Regions from separate parts of the Rattus norvegicus genome. Here region 1 is linked to region 2. A link is a contact called in public Hi-C data. All regions are on one chromosome and are shown on one strand. Each heading gives the region's core, a stretch centred on a gene start, on an enhancer-like site or on the middle of the called end of the contact. The rest is flanking DNA. Distances are from core to core; before and after follow the strand shown. Region 1 has its middle 170 kb from the start of Fndc1. Region 2 overlaps Fndc1 (fibronectin type III domain containing 1).

Region 1 (6,118 bases), core at 3,535-6,034, 160 kb before region 2:
ATACCTGGAGTACTAAGGAAGCCTTTCCATCCTGAGTGGCTGGAGCTCCTCTGCCTTCTAGAACAATGTAGCTCTACTATCTCTGTAACTCCTCATCCTAGAAAGGACAGGAGCTCTGTCTTCACCTCCTGGAGCAAGGTCCAGCTAGCCACTCTTGGGCCCACGACCCTCAGAAAAGCACCATATGACTGAGTGTCTCTCTCGCTCTGTTCTCTCTTTTTCTTCTTCTTTTCTCCTCATCTCTGAGATCCTCAGCCCTGATCACCAAACTCTGCTTTTTCAGGTCACTAGAATCTTCTTTCAGTTTCACCTCCTGAAGCTAATGCCAAGGATCTGTACCTAACTTGTCCCCAAGACAAAGTGAACATAAGGCTCATGCCATCCACTGCCTTCCTCTTAGGCCTGAGGATTCATTCAGCACTGAAAATGAGCTTCTGTTGGCTGACATTTTCTGGTCTTATAACTACTTATAGAGAGGTGTTTTTTGGCATTTGCATGCTTTGATTTATCCCAATGTGGACATCTCTCTGTGTGTATGTTTGAAATGTTGTTATAAAGGGAAACAAATCAAGAAGTAATACCCATTAGATTGCCCCCACTGATTTTACATGTTTTTGTAGATAATATGTAAATTTGGTGACTTGAAAGTTACCGTCTAAGATGAACTATTATGGGTTTGGGTATAAGGAAGAGAAAAATGCTTGTGTGCCTAGAAGCTTATGGCAATTTTAGTGTTAGCGGAAGGTCCTTGGTTCCCACTCAGATGTTTCCCAGGATGAAGTGTTCCCTTTAGTCTTGATGCTGGGTCCTAGGTTGGCCAGACCCGAGAAGCCTGGACTATCATAAACATTAATGACTAAGAGAGGTGATTTCAATGGCATGAGTGCTAAAGGCGCAGACCTAGCATGAAGCTGCCATTAACATTTCGGATGCTAAAGAACGTAAGATTAACGAGAAAAGAGCTAATTATCTTAGGTTCTTGAGCTGTATGAGGCTATCGCTTTACATCCTAGAATACCATACAACCACCATCATCTACCCCTGTCACATGCACACAGCATTTAAGAAAGCTCCTTAGCTTTTTTTTTTTTTTTTTATTCCTTGGTCAAACCTTGGCCCTCCAAGAACAAACTAATGGTCCGTCACATTTCAAGCTAAAACCTAATAAGCACAATGAAGTTTTAGAAAGATTTCGTGGTCAAAAGACATGTTAAAAAAATCCCATATGAAAGATGTGTGTATGCTGCCAAACACATTTAAGAAACTCGACATCATTAGTGTAAGTAAAAGGAAATGTCAACACTCTATGGTTAAGCCATTTATAAGGAATTCATTCAGCATCCAATTTGAATTATTTTTTCCTATTAAAATGCAAAGACTTCCGGTCCAGGCAAGATACAGAACATTGGATCCAGAGGGACATTTGGAAATAGGGAAAAGCAGAGCCCTTCCAGGGGCTGTGAAGACTCCCAAGGGTTGGCCTGAGGTCAAGGTTGAGGGAGTAGAGCACTAAACTGTCTAAGGTTGGCAAAGATGGTGTGGAGATGTGATTTGGGCTCAGACCTTGGGATCAGATTAGGGTCACTGTAGTAATTCTTTCTTTGGAAAAACTAACCTGATTATTTGGACAGCAGATTTCTCTTCACAAATACTGACCATTGGCATCTCAGAATTCACACTAGGGTTTCATAGCTATGAGAATGTGTGCTCTGGAGCCCCTCTCAAGGTCAGACACTTGGAACAACACAATACTAATGTGTTGTATTTCTGCACCATTTAGATATCTGTCAGTCTGGATAAGGGGTGAAGACATGATCTCCGAGTCCTACCCCACCCTATAGATGCCTCCAGAAGATAGCTCCTTCCTGTGGCACTTGGACTGTTCACATCAATCCAGACACTTGTCAGGATCTGTCATCACAGAGGTACTTGAGTTGTTCTATAATTTGCAGTGGTTAAGCCTTTGTGAGGATAGAGAGCTGAAGCAGGTCCCATGAGGAGGCCCAGGAAGACAGATGCATCCAGGAGGACTGTATCCATTACTTGTCTGTTGCTGTGATAAAACCCCACAATCCAGGCAGCTTATATAAGACTTACCTTGAGCTACAGTTCTAGGGAGACAAGAGTACATCATGGTGGGGACCCATGGCATGAAGCAGTGAGCATAGGGGCAGGAACAGGAAGCTGAGGGCTCACATTTTGGACTGCTAGCATGAAACATTGTGTGTGTGTGTGTGTGTGTGTGTGTGTGTGTGTGTGTGTGTGCGCGCGCGCGCGCGCGCGCGCGCACGCGCGATGTCTTGGAAGGGTGCATAGCTTTTTTTTTTTTTTTTTTTTTTTTTGAGCTGAGGACCGAACCCAGGGCCTTGTGCTTGCTAGGCAAGCGCTCTACCACTGAGCTAAATCCCCAACCCCCGGTGCATAGCTTTGAAACCTCAAAGTCCACTGTCAGTGACATACTTCCTTAAGCAAGTGTGTGTGTGTACCAGCAAGACCTTTAAACCTATACAAACAGAGCCAACAACTGAGTATTCAAATATCTAAGTCTAAGGGGGCCATTCTTATTCAAATCACCACAAGGAGAGAAATCACAGGCTGTTTGTGTCTATGAAATATATTCAGGGGTTGGGGATTTAGCTCAGTGGTAGAGCGCTTGCCTAGCAAACGCAAGGCCCTGGGTTCGGTCCCCAGCTCCAAATAAAAGAAAAAAAGAAAAAAAGAAAAAAAAAGAAATATATTCAGAGGGTGACTTATGGAAAGTATGACGGGGGGGGGCAAAACTGGCTTTATTGTTTGATATTTGTTTGCATGAGTAAACCTAAAACCCACGTGTACTGGATTTTAGTCTCCATTGCTCAGGTTTCTGTCGATTTAATTAATTTAATTCACATAAAATTACATAATTTCTTGTGTGCACTGGTTGGCTTTTCAGGGCCATGAAGAATAGGGAGGGTTATCAGTGGTGCCTACAAGTCATTAGAAGTCACCTGAGTGGCTCGTGGACTCATCAAGTCATTGCTCGGGGCTATTTTTATCTGTCGTCAGCTTTCCCTGTGGCTCTGTGTGAAGTGACTACTGTGAACGTCCTGTCTTCGCTCCTTTCTCTGCTCCTTCTCCATCCTCCCAGGACTCTTCCTGCTCCTTCTTCATTCCCTACACATTAGGCGGCTGATAAATCTCCTACAGGGGAAACTTCCGGTTTGGGATCTTCTTCACTGGGCATGGATCTACTGTGGTGGCTTCTCATGCTGTGGACAACATCTCCTTTCTTTTCTTAGCAAAACTGCCTGTTCCTGGGCCCACTCCAGGCATTCCCACCCAGACCCAACAGCTAATCTGTGATAAATGACGTTTCAGTGGAGTGAAGAGCTCCCTGCCCTTCCCAAGATGCATCTGTGCTGTAAAGGTGCCCTGCAGGGGTGGGTGGGGGAGCTCTTAGAGGGCCATACTCCGAGTCATGACTGCCATCCGCCAGGCAGTGCGGAACTTTCGGAGTATAAGTGGGTATCAGGGGAGTTTGGGGATTTCTTAAATCACCCCACGTATCCAGTCAGATACACAGAGTGATGGGATACACGTAGCCTAACCGGAGTAAGTGCTCAAATGCCTGAACCTAGGAGGGAACGTTCTTATTTAAATCACCCGAGATCCAGAAATCCCAGTGGGTGTGGAGAGAGTAAGACTCCTGGCTTTTAAGAGGCCTGTCCCACAGCACATGTCCTTGAGCACCCAGGGGAGCTCTCGGTGCTCCCCGAGACAGTCTAGGAGAAGCTGGGGAGCGGCTGAGTGTGATTATACACTGGCTGTCCTGGCCTGAAGAGTCAGGTCCCTCTTTCCTAGAGGCTTTGGGAAGTTTAGAATCCCAACTTAGATGTTTCCATGAAAAACCAACTTTGAAGTTCACCTTGGTGAAGATGACTGAAACAGCTGGGTCGAGTGACAAGTGTTCTCTGTCACCTCATCCCCCAGGGTCCTTGCTACTTGTGCAGGTTGAGATTGTCCCTCTTGTCCCCTTGCGCCCTTTAGTCAGGGGACACATTATGTCTTGGTAGCTCGTGGATCTTTGAGTTTCCTTACACTTGACCGTCGTCAAGTGTTCACCCAAAGAGGCCTGGATGGACTGTGTCCGGCTCACTCTGCTCAGCTCACCACATCCAGTACCACTCCATGCCCAAGGTCTAACATGCCTCAGAACGCCCAACATATAATAATATGCTCTCTGTAGAAGGTATCAGAAATTAGAGTAAAGGGCATTCCAAAATTCCCTTTCATACTCTACCCCACTCACCTGGGATTCTAGCTAAGCTTTGCTGTGACAGAGACAACTCGTGGAACACTTGTACTTGATTGGCAATCGGCCGACAAGGACCAGTTCCCTCCCACGGAGCTGACAGGCACTTGAAGAGGCAGAATCTGAAAACAGGGGGAAGGATGTGCTCCTCTGAAGAATAGTTTTGCTGCAGGAGACTGACAGTCAGCTGAGACACAACAGCCTGGAGTCTAACCAAGGCCAGGTGGTCCATGCCCTCAGGGCCACAGAACGAGCTCCAAATCTCCCTGGGATGCCAGAGATCTTCATTCAAGTGAGTACACACTCAAAAAGCTCAAATGTGTTTGTTGGGGCCAGAGAAACAAAGGACAAAACCGGGCCTCCTTCCCAGCCACTGGCCTGCCAGAGTCAGCCGCCAGGCAGGAGCCAGGACACAGAGGCCAGCAGTGACCTCAGGCCCACACTCATTTCTCCCAACCTGCTTGGGGGGACCTCAGAGCTCCCCAGCTCTATCCTGGGAGTCACAAGACTCCTGTCCCTGCCTCTGAGAGGTCAGAGGTGGGAGCTTTATTGACTCACAGCAGGACTTTCCCAACTTGGAAGCCAGGATTTTTCTTCCCGTGTATTACAATAATAAAAAAGTAATTACTGCTCTATTGAAATTTTCTGCTAACCACACCAGGTCCAGACATCTGAGTTAAACTAAGCCGGAGAAGCTTTAGTGGAGATTTTTCCATAGCTGCAAAGCTCTGCAAACCTCAAAGGCGTCCAACAGCCACCGCACCCACAAATATTCCAGGAATGAAGACAGTTCAAATAAGAGAGAAATGGCTGATTAGGCCTATCTGAAAGGCTCTAATGAGCAATGGTATCTTTTGGATAACATTACAGAAATGAGTGAGGAGTCACTAGTTAAAATCATGAAGATAAAAATTTTAATTAATCACTCTTACAAGGAGGAAGCCGCAGAGGGTTGGCTCATAGACTTGGAATATTAGAGTCACTTGAGAGGTGCAGTTGGCAGAGAAAGGTGGCCAGCAACCACACCCTTTTGCTACTTTCCTGCTGAGTACCATGTGGTGGTTTGAAAGAGAACGTGTCCTAGTGGCTTGGAGTTTTTAACACGTGGTCTCCAGTTGGTGGCTTTTGGGTGGGTTTAGGAAGCATGGCCTTGCCTGAGGAAGTATGTCACTGTGGGGAAGTCTCTTCAGTTTTTAAGTCACACCCCATTTCCACCATGTTCTCTTGCTTCGTGCTTCCAATTTGAGAGGTGAGCCCCAGTTCAGCTCCTGCCACCATGCCTTTGCTCCACCATCCTGGATTTTGACCCTCGGGAAATGTTAGCCCAAATATACTTTGTTCTGTAACCCACCTAGGTCATGGTGCTTTATCACAACAACAGAAAAATAACTAAGACACCGTGAGACACAGCAAGAATCTCCCTACCCAGTGCTCAACACCATCAGCAGGCAAGGGGGCCCAACTTGGAGACTTTTAAATTAAACAGGATATCAGGGATCGTCCCCAAAAGAGCCAAGCCTGTACGTGGTAGGACATGGTTCTTTATGCCACTTTCTGGAGGTGAGCTAGACATATTTGCCTACAATCAAATTTTAATAAAATTTCCAGTTTCTAGGATATCCAGAGGATATGGTAAGAATTATTCATTGAAATTCTGCTGCAGGTGGAAGTCGAAGCCGTGAAGACCTGCTACTCTTTGTTCATTCATAGCCACTTACACAGTGTTGGGAGAAGCCTTGGGAATTCCTGGGTGGAGGGATGACAGGACAGGATCTTCTGGATGAAGTGGGGCTACTACTTAGGGCTTCCAGGGAAACCGGGTTTTGT
Region 2 (6,276 bases), core at 3,256-5,755:
GGCCCCATCCCCCTACATGCATGCCAAAGTGCTCATGCAGCCTGGAGCTGACTCTGAATACAATTGTGAATCACATTTTTAATTCAGCAGCCCCGGGAAGCCAACTGGTGACCATGCCATGCAACTCTCACTTGCTAACCTTTACATAGTTTGTACACAGTCTGCTCTGCTTCCCTTCTCCTGTTTGAGCATCACCAGTCTGCACTCATCTCTATTCACAGAGTGGGCTACCTCAGTAGGCTCACACTTGACTACAGGAACTGCAGTCAACACTGCGTCACTTGCGTCTATCTGGGTGCTACACTCAAGCTGGTCACATAAGGCCGCCACATATACTGTTGGGAGTGGCCCAGAGCAAGAGCCCCAGTCTACATACAAGACCATCTGCGTAATAAAGGTGCCTGGGGTCAGCAGCTTCCTTCAGACAGAACTGGTGCAGACTATCCTTGATTTCTATTCAAGGGAAGCTGAGAAGCAAAAATGCAGCTCGGTCACTCCAGCTCTCTTCCCAGGATTCCCTCTCCTTATCACCCTGCCTCATCTCTCCCTCCCCTGTGGCTGGAGAAAGAGCTACAATGTGGAAAAGCATAAAATGGAGCAATAAAAAGAAGCATCTGGGCTAGAGAGGTGGCTAAATAGTTATGAGCAGTTACTACTCAGTCACAAGGACCCAAGTTCAGATCCCAGCATCTATCTAGCAAACCAGATAAACATCTGTAACTCCAGTTTCAAGACAGCCAGTGCCTTCTGGCCTCTCAAGTGTGTATGTACACACAAGCACACACACACACACACACACACACACACACACACATGCAGATACAAACAACTAAAATAAATCTTTTGTTTAAAATAGCTCAGGTCATCCTGAACTACATGGTTCAAGGCAAGCCCAGGATTTCAAAATTTTAAATAAAAATAACGATAAAAATAAAGACATCATTAAGGATTTGTTTAATTTAAGAAAAAAAGAGCAGCAAGTGACAAGATTAAAATCAAACACCTAAGTCACTAGAGAATGATTCCATGCCCAAGGATACTCAGAAAATAAACCAGTCTTATCTCCCAAGATGCTTTCTGTTGGGTTTTTATCAGTTCTATTCAAGTTTCACAAGAAATTTGTAACAGTTTAGCAGCTTGATGGAATCTGAAACTTCCATAATAAACACTACCTATGGGCCACTCCAAGCCCATTGCCCACTTCTCTGGCCCAAGCACAGGAAAAGCCTAGACTCTCAGCTTCCCTTGCAGCTAGGATACACTTACAAGTTAGCCTGGCCCATAATGCAGGTGAGAAAAGGTGCTGTCATTTATGTGAAAGCAGCTTAAAGGGCCACAATGTGCTCCTGTCCCCTTTTAGCTTCCTCTTTTCTCACCTTCTGTGATGTCATGGATATAATCTCTAGAAAGGCAGCAACCATCTAGCAACAGGAGATCAGATAACATGGGCAGCAATGGCAGAGTGGAAACATGGGACAATCTGGGACTCCGATGTCCTCTAGCTTTCTCTGCTCCCAGGTTTACAAGGAAGAGATAAACAATTCCCTCATCTGTGTATCCACTGATCTCACAAAGGATTTGGGGTTAGCCAGGCTGTTGTTTGTGGGTTTATGATGTCAAGTCATGATAAGCGAGAACCGTGATCACTTTAGCTTGTTCCTGATGATTTTAGGGGTCCATCCTGGAAATACCCTTTTGACAGCGTCAGTTCTTCTGTAGGCACACCATTGACTTGAGTAAGTACATCTGTGCCCCAGAACAACAAACCCAGAAATGAAAGTGAACCTAACCCCAGCTCTGGCCAAGTGTGATCGTTAGGACCTAACGTTTTAAAGCCCTTGGACTTTTTGTTTAGAAATTCACACAAATAAAAGCTACTGTTTCAGGGAAAACAAGATCCCTTCCACCCATGTACACTGCCAGCTTTCCGGAATGGATTAGAAAGATAAACCGGAGGGATACGGTGGGTGTTCTCCTTGTAACAAACATAAGACAGATGGCATACCACTGGAAAGAGCAAATTTTGAGAGCTGTGGAGGGAACACCGTGCCACGCCTGCTAATGACAATACCACAGACTCATGGGAAATCAGCTCTTCCCAGGTTTTTTATGGGATCTTTTGCACATTCTTCAAATTCAGCTTGCAAACAAAAAATGATTCCTTAAAGAACTGCCGTTGTCCACTGGTCCAACTCACACTTAGCCCACTATAAACTGCCAGGCAAAACACACACACACACACACACACACACACACACACACACAATTTCTCTAAAAATTAATTTCTTTCCCCAAAATGTGAAGGTCATCGTCTAACTATGTTAAACACTTGGATAATCCTGTGTCCTCAATCACCACTCAAATAGCCCTGAAAACTCCCTGAAAAATTCCCTTAGAAAATGCAACAGGCAGGGTCTTGGGATGGGGTTCAGTTGGTGAGTGCTGGTCTAATGCACATGAAGCCCTGAGTTCAGGGCCCAACACCACATAACCCAAAAATGGTGGCACATGCCTGTAATCCCAGCATGTGGATGCAGAAGGATCAGAAACTCAAAACCAGATAGTGAGTTTAAGGCCATCCTGGGATGCACGCACACACACACATACACACACAAAGAGAGGCCAAACAAGTGCTGTGGGGAGGTAGGTTTTTTTTTAAAAAAAAAAAAAAGCAAGTGAAACAGATGTAACCAGAAGCCAAAAAGACCCAGTGGCAGTCCAAATTTCAAATGAATAGTTTTTAAAAATTTTAAAATCACCTAGTGATTACTAATGGGAATAGACAAATAATCTATGAAAAGTGGGGAATAGAAACAATATATCAAACAAAAAGGTGTGTGCGCGTGTGTGTGTGTGTGTATGTGTGTGTGTGTGTGTGTGTGCGTGTGTGTGTGTGTAAAATCTTAAAGAAGGAAGGAATGAGCATCGGTTAAACAGATAACTTGCATCAACCACACCATTCGCTCATCCAACCAATGTTTTTTTTTTTTTTTTTGGTTCTTTTTTTCGGAGCTGGGGACCGACCAACCAATGTTTTTTGAGGAAGGAAGTCTCAGAGTGTAAGGCAGGCACAAGGGATACAGAAGCGACCAGAGAGACTTCCACCTGTGGTATGTTTTCGGTCTGTTGTGTTTTGTGATGCTAGACTAGACCTAAAGGTCTAGTCCTCACATTTGCCAGCTTCTGTTGTGCAAACCCTGTTCCTTAATTTAAAACTTTGGATAAATAAAAAATGGTATAGCCAATTCCTGAGGAGATTAGAGGTGGGTGGGTTTTGAGTTACCTGGTTGGGGGTTGCCGAGAGAGAGAGAGAGAGAGAGAGAGAGAGAGAGAGAGAGAGAGAGAGAGAGAAGGAAGGAAGCCGCCATGAGGGGAAATGGACCATGAGAGCACATGGCCAGGAGAAACAGCAAGTATCTGGGGCACATTGCTGGGGAGGTAGCCAGGCCAGCAGTTAGAAAAGTAGATTAGGGGTGACCCCTAGTAGTTGTCAAAGCCAAATAAAATCACCATAGTCTGAGTCTCATTCATTTGTGAACTAGACAGGGGATACTGTTGAGGTTTGGTCTGTCGTGTATTGTAATGCTAGACTAGTTTAACTAGTTGTCCAACCCGGTTCAATTAGTTTTCCACCCTGGCATTCCTCGAACTGACCAGGAGAGAGCTTAGGGACTCTTACACAACTGGCAAGGGACAGAGACTGAAATCACAGAACACACTTTCAAAGTTTTTACAGGTAAGGGGCATGTGGTGCGTATGTGTGCTGGCTATGAGCCCCTGGAGGTAAACCACGAAGGGGTTAAGGATGGGATTAGACACACAAGCACAGGTCTGTGAGTGGTCATGAGGAAAGTTAAACAAGACCTATTATAGGAAGGACCTTGTTATAACCACACCCCTTGTTAGAAATCAGGCATTTCCATTGGCCTGCCCTCCCAGGACCTAGCAGGAGAGTCTTAGGTCATCCCCCAGATAGCCAGATGCACCAGGTGCAGTGCACAAAGGCTCTGGCCACACCAGATCGGGTTATCTCTCTCCCGTTTCATTTTGTTTGTTTGTCTGCCTGTCTATACATCTGTCTATTTCTCATGTCCCCATTCAGAGAAGACCTTTCGATTTCCCCCCTCCCCCAAAAACCTCTTGCCCTAGACCTGTTGCGAGGTGTAACTTCTTAGCGGCACACACCTTGGCACAAGCGCCCCTTATCCGAACACCTCCTGGTCCACTTTGTCACACCAACTGCAATTTCAGGGAAGCCCTACTTCCCTGCATACCACAGTTCCTTGTCAGCCAACCACAGTAGGAGAGACCCAAAAAAAAATGCTGTTCTCGATTCATTTCTTCAGTTTACAGTTTCAGTTTACATTCTGTCATGTAGGGAAGTTGAGGCAATAGGAATTTAGAGGAGACATCACATCCACAGGCAAGAGTAGGAAGAAATGAGTGCATTACCTCTCTGTCGCTTGCTCGCTTGCTGGCTTGCTGCCAGCTATGAGCTTTCTCCTGGCTTGTACTGCCTACTTCCGCTCACAGTGGGCGGGGTCTTCCTACCTCAATTAGCAAGGGCGATCTCCAACAGACCTGCCCACACCGAATCCAATCTAAATAATCCCAAATAAGACTCTCTTTCCAGGTGATTCTGTGCTGCGTGAAGTTAACAGTTAAAACTAACCAGCACTCAGAGCAAGTCAGAAACGCTGGTGCTGGCATTTGCACGTAGCCTGGGGAAGAAAATCTGGTTAGCACAGTTAATTCCCAGACGTGTAACCCCAGGTAGCCTGCAGGGGAGGAGTGTAGGATTTCTAAGATTTGAGTCCAAATCCTAGGACAAGTATTTACTAGATTATACCAGCGTGAGAACAGTTTGACAGCTTTACTCCTGGTTTCCACAGGAAGAAAATGTGAGTATCACCAAGTTCACATGGTGACTATGGAAACCAAGCGGAAGGACACTTTGGGAAGAGTCTGTTAGGAAAAGGACACTTTTTAAAAACGTCCTCATGCGGTAAGGGTGAGAGTCACATCTGTAGCATGGGCTTTATGGAGTACTTCAATGCCACCGCAGAAAACTACAATGCTAACTGTTTTGAATCAGCATTTACTGTTGCTACACTTAACAGTAAGTTACGATAAATTCTCACTATGATAATTAAAATAATTTGCAATACTCCCCTAGCTACAAAAGTAAAACTTGAGACTGGGGGCGGGGGGAATTACCAAGACTATGACACACACATACCCATGATTTTTAAATTCTCCCCCATGGTCCAACTGTTTCAATTCTGGCCTGGGCCTACAAAGGTACCAAGGGTACCCCAACATCTAAAAGGTTGCACAGTCCAACTTTAGATTTAGGTTTCAAATCCCTTACGTATTAACACGTAATTGGCAATGGTTAATATGCAGCCATGTCGACCACGTCCTTCCCAATTTAATGCCTGCAGGAAGCTCCAACGAGTAGCAAGCTAAAACAAATTTTAAGCAGTGCACTAAGGGAACAAAGCAGATAACTGAAAGTTTGTGCTCATTTTCTTCCTTTCTAAATCCCGGCTCGAATGGAGCCCAAGGAAGATGGGACCGCCTCCGAAAGGCCAGGAGCGCCCTCTATCGGCCACAGAACGCAAGTGCTGCCGAGCGCTAGGTCCAAGTCTTGAAGAGAATGATGCTAGTTTATGCGACTAACCAATGGTTCCAAATACTCAAATGCGCATTTATTAAGGCTGGGGAAGATGTGCGGGCAACAAAAGCTCCCCAAGGCACCGGTTTCCAGTTTGCTCAGCACTTTAACAGATGAAATCTGTGCTTTCACAAGTAACTACACAGCAGGCCTGTTCCTTTCTCAATTTCATTTTTATAGCTTTAAACACCCGCCCCCGCGTTTTGTAAATGAAACAAAAGCTCCTGATGACAGAAGTTTAATTACGACCTAAGACAGCCCTGAAATTCCATAAGGAATTAAACAGCGGTCCTGTCCCCAATCAGCCTCCGGGAGCATCTCCGGAAACGTTTGTACCCAGGTTTCTTGTTCACACCCCTTGAGGTTGGCAGAGTAGTAGTGGTACCCAAAGGTCTCTTCCTAAGTCTCCAGAGCCAAGAAAGGTGAGCACTCAGGAGCTGGAAGTGAAGAAACCCACTCGTGCCCCATGTCTCCCAAGGGAACACAGCCCTGGATTTTAGCCCCAAGAGACCCAATCTGGACTCCTGACCTCCAGTACTATCTTATAATAATTCCTGCTGCTTTGAGCCAGGTGTGTGGTCATTCCTCACAGCAAACAT

What was found. A called contact is a pair of places that touch in the nucleus more often than the background predicts.
Region 1: a Hi-C map of psoas muscle shows a contact between it and region 2, with 3 times the contacts expected there. The contact joins two enhancer-like sites. A contact is called at or near these places in 3 of 12 Hi-C or Micro-C datasets (the Rat2 cell line, Schwann cells and psoas muscle).

What each region holds. Positions count from the first base shown.
Region 1 is chr1:49,850,312-49,856,429 of GRCr8, reverse strand. No RefSeq gene overlaps it. Among named protein-coding and RNA genes, the nearest start is that of Fndc1, 170 kb to the right of the region's middle. Within about 2 kb of position 4,784, at least 15 of the 93 cell types and tissues checked have an H3K27ac peak or open chromatin away from gene starts, as enhancers often do.
Region 2 is chr1:49,690,925-49,697,200 of GRCr8, reverse strand. The region is part of intron 1 of Fndc1 (fibronectin type III domain containing 1); the gene reads right to left. Among named protein-coding and RNA genes, the nearest start is that of Fndc1, 7.2 kb to the right of the region's middle. Within about 2 kb of position 4,505, at least 10 of the 93 cell types and tissues checked have an H3K27ac peak or open chromatin away from gene starts, as enhancers often do.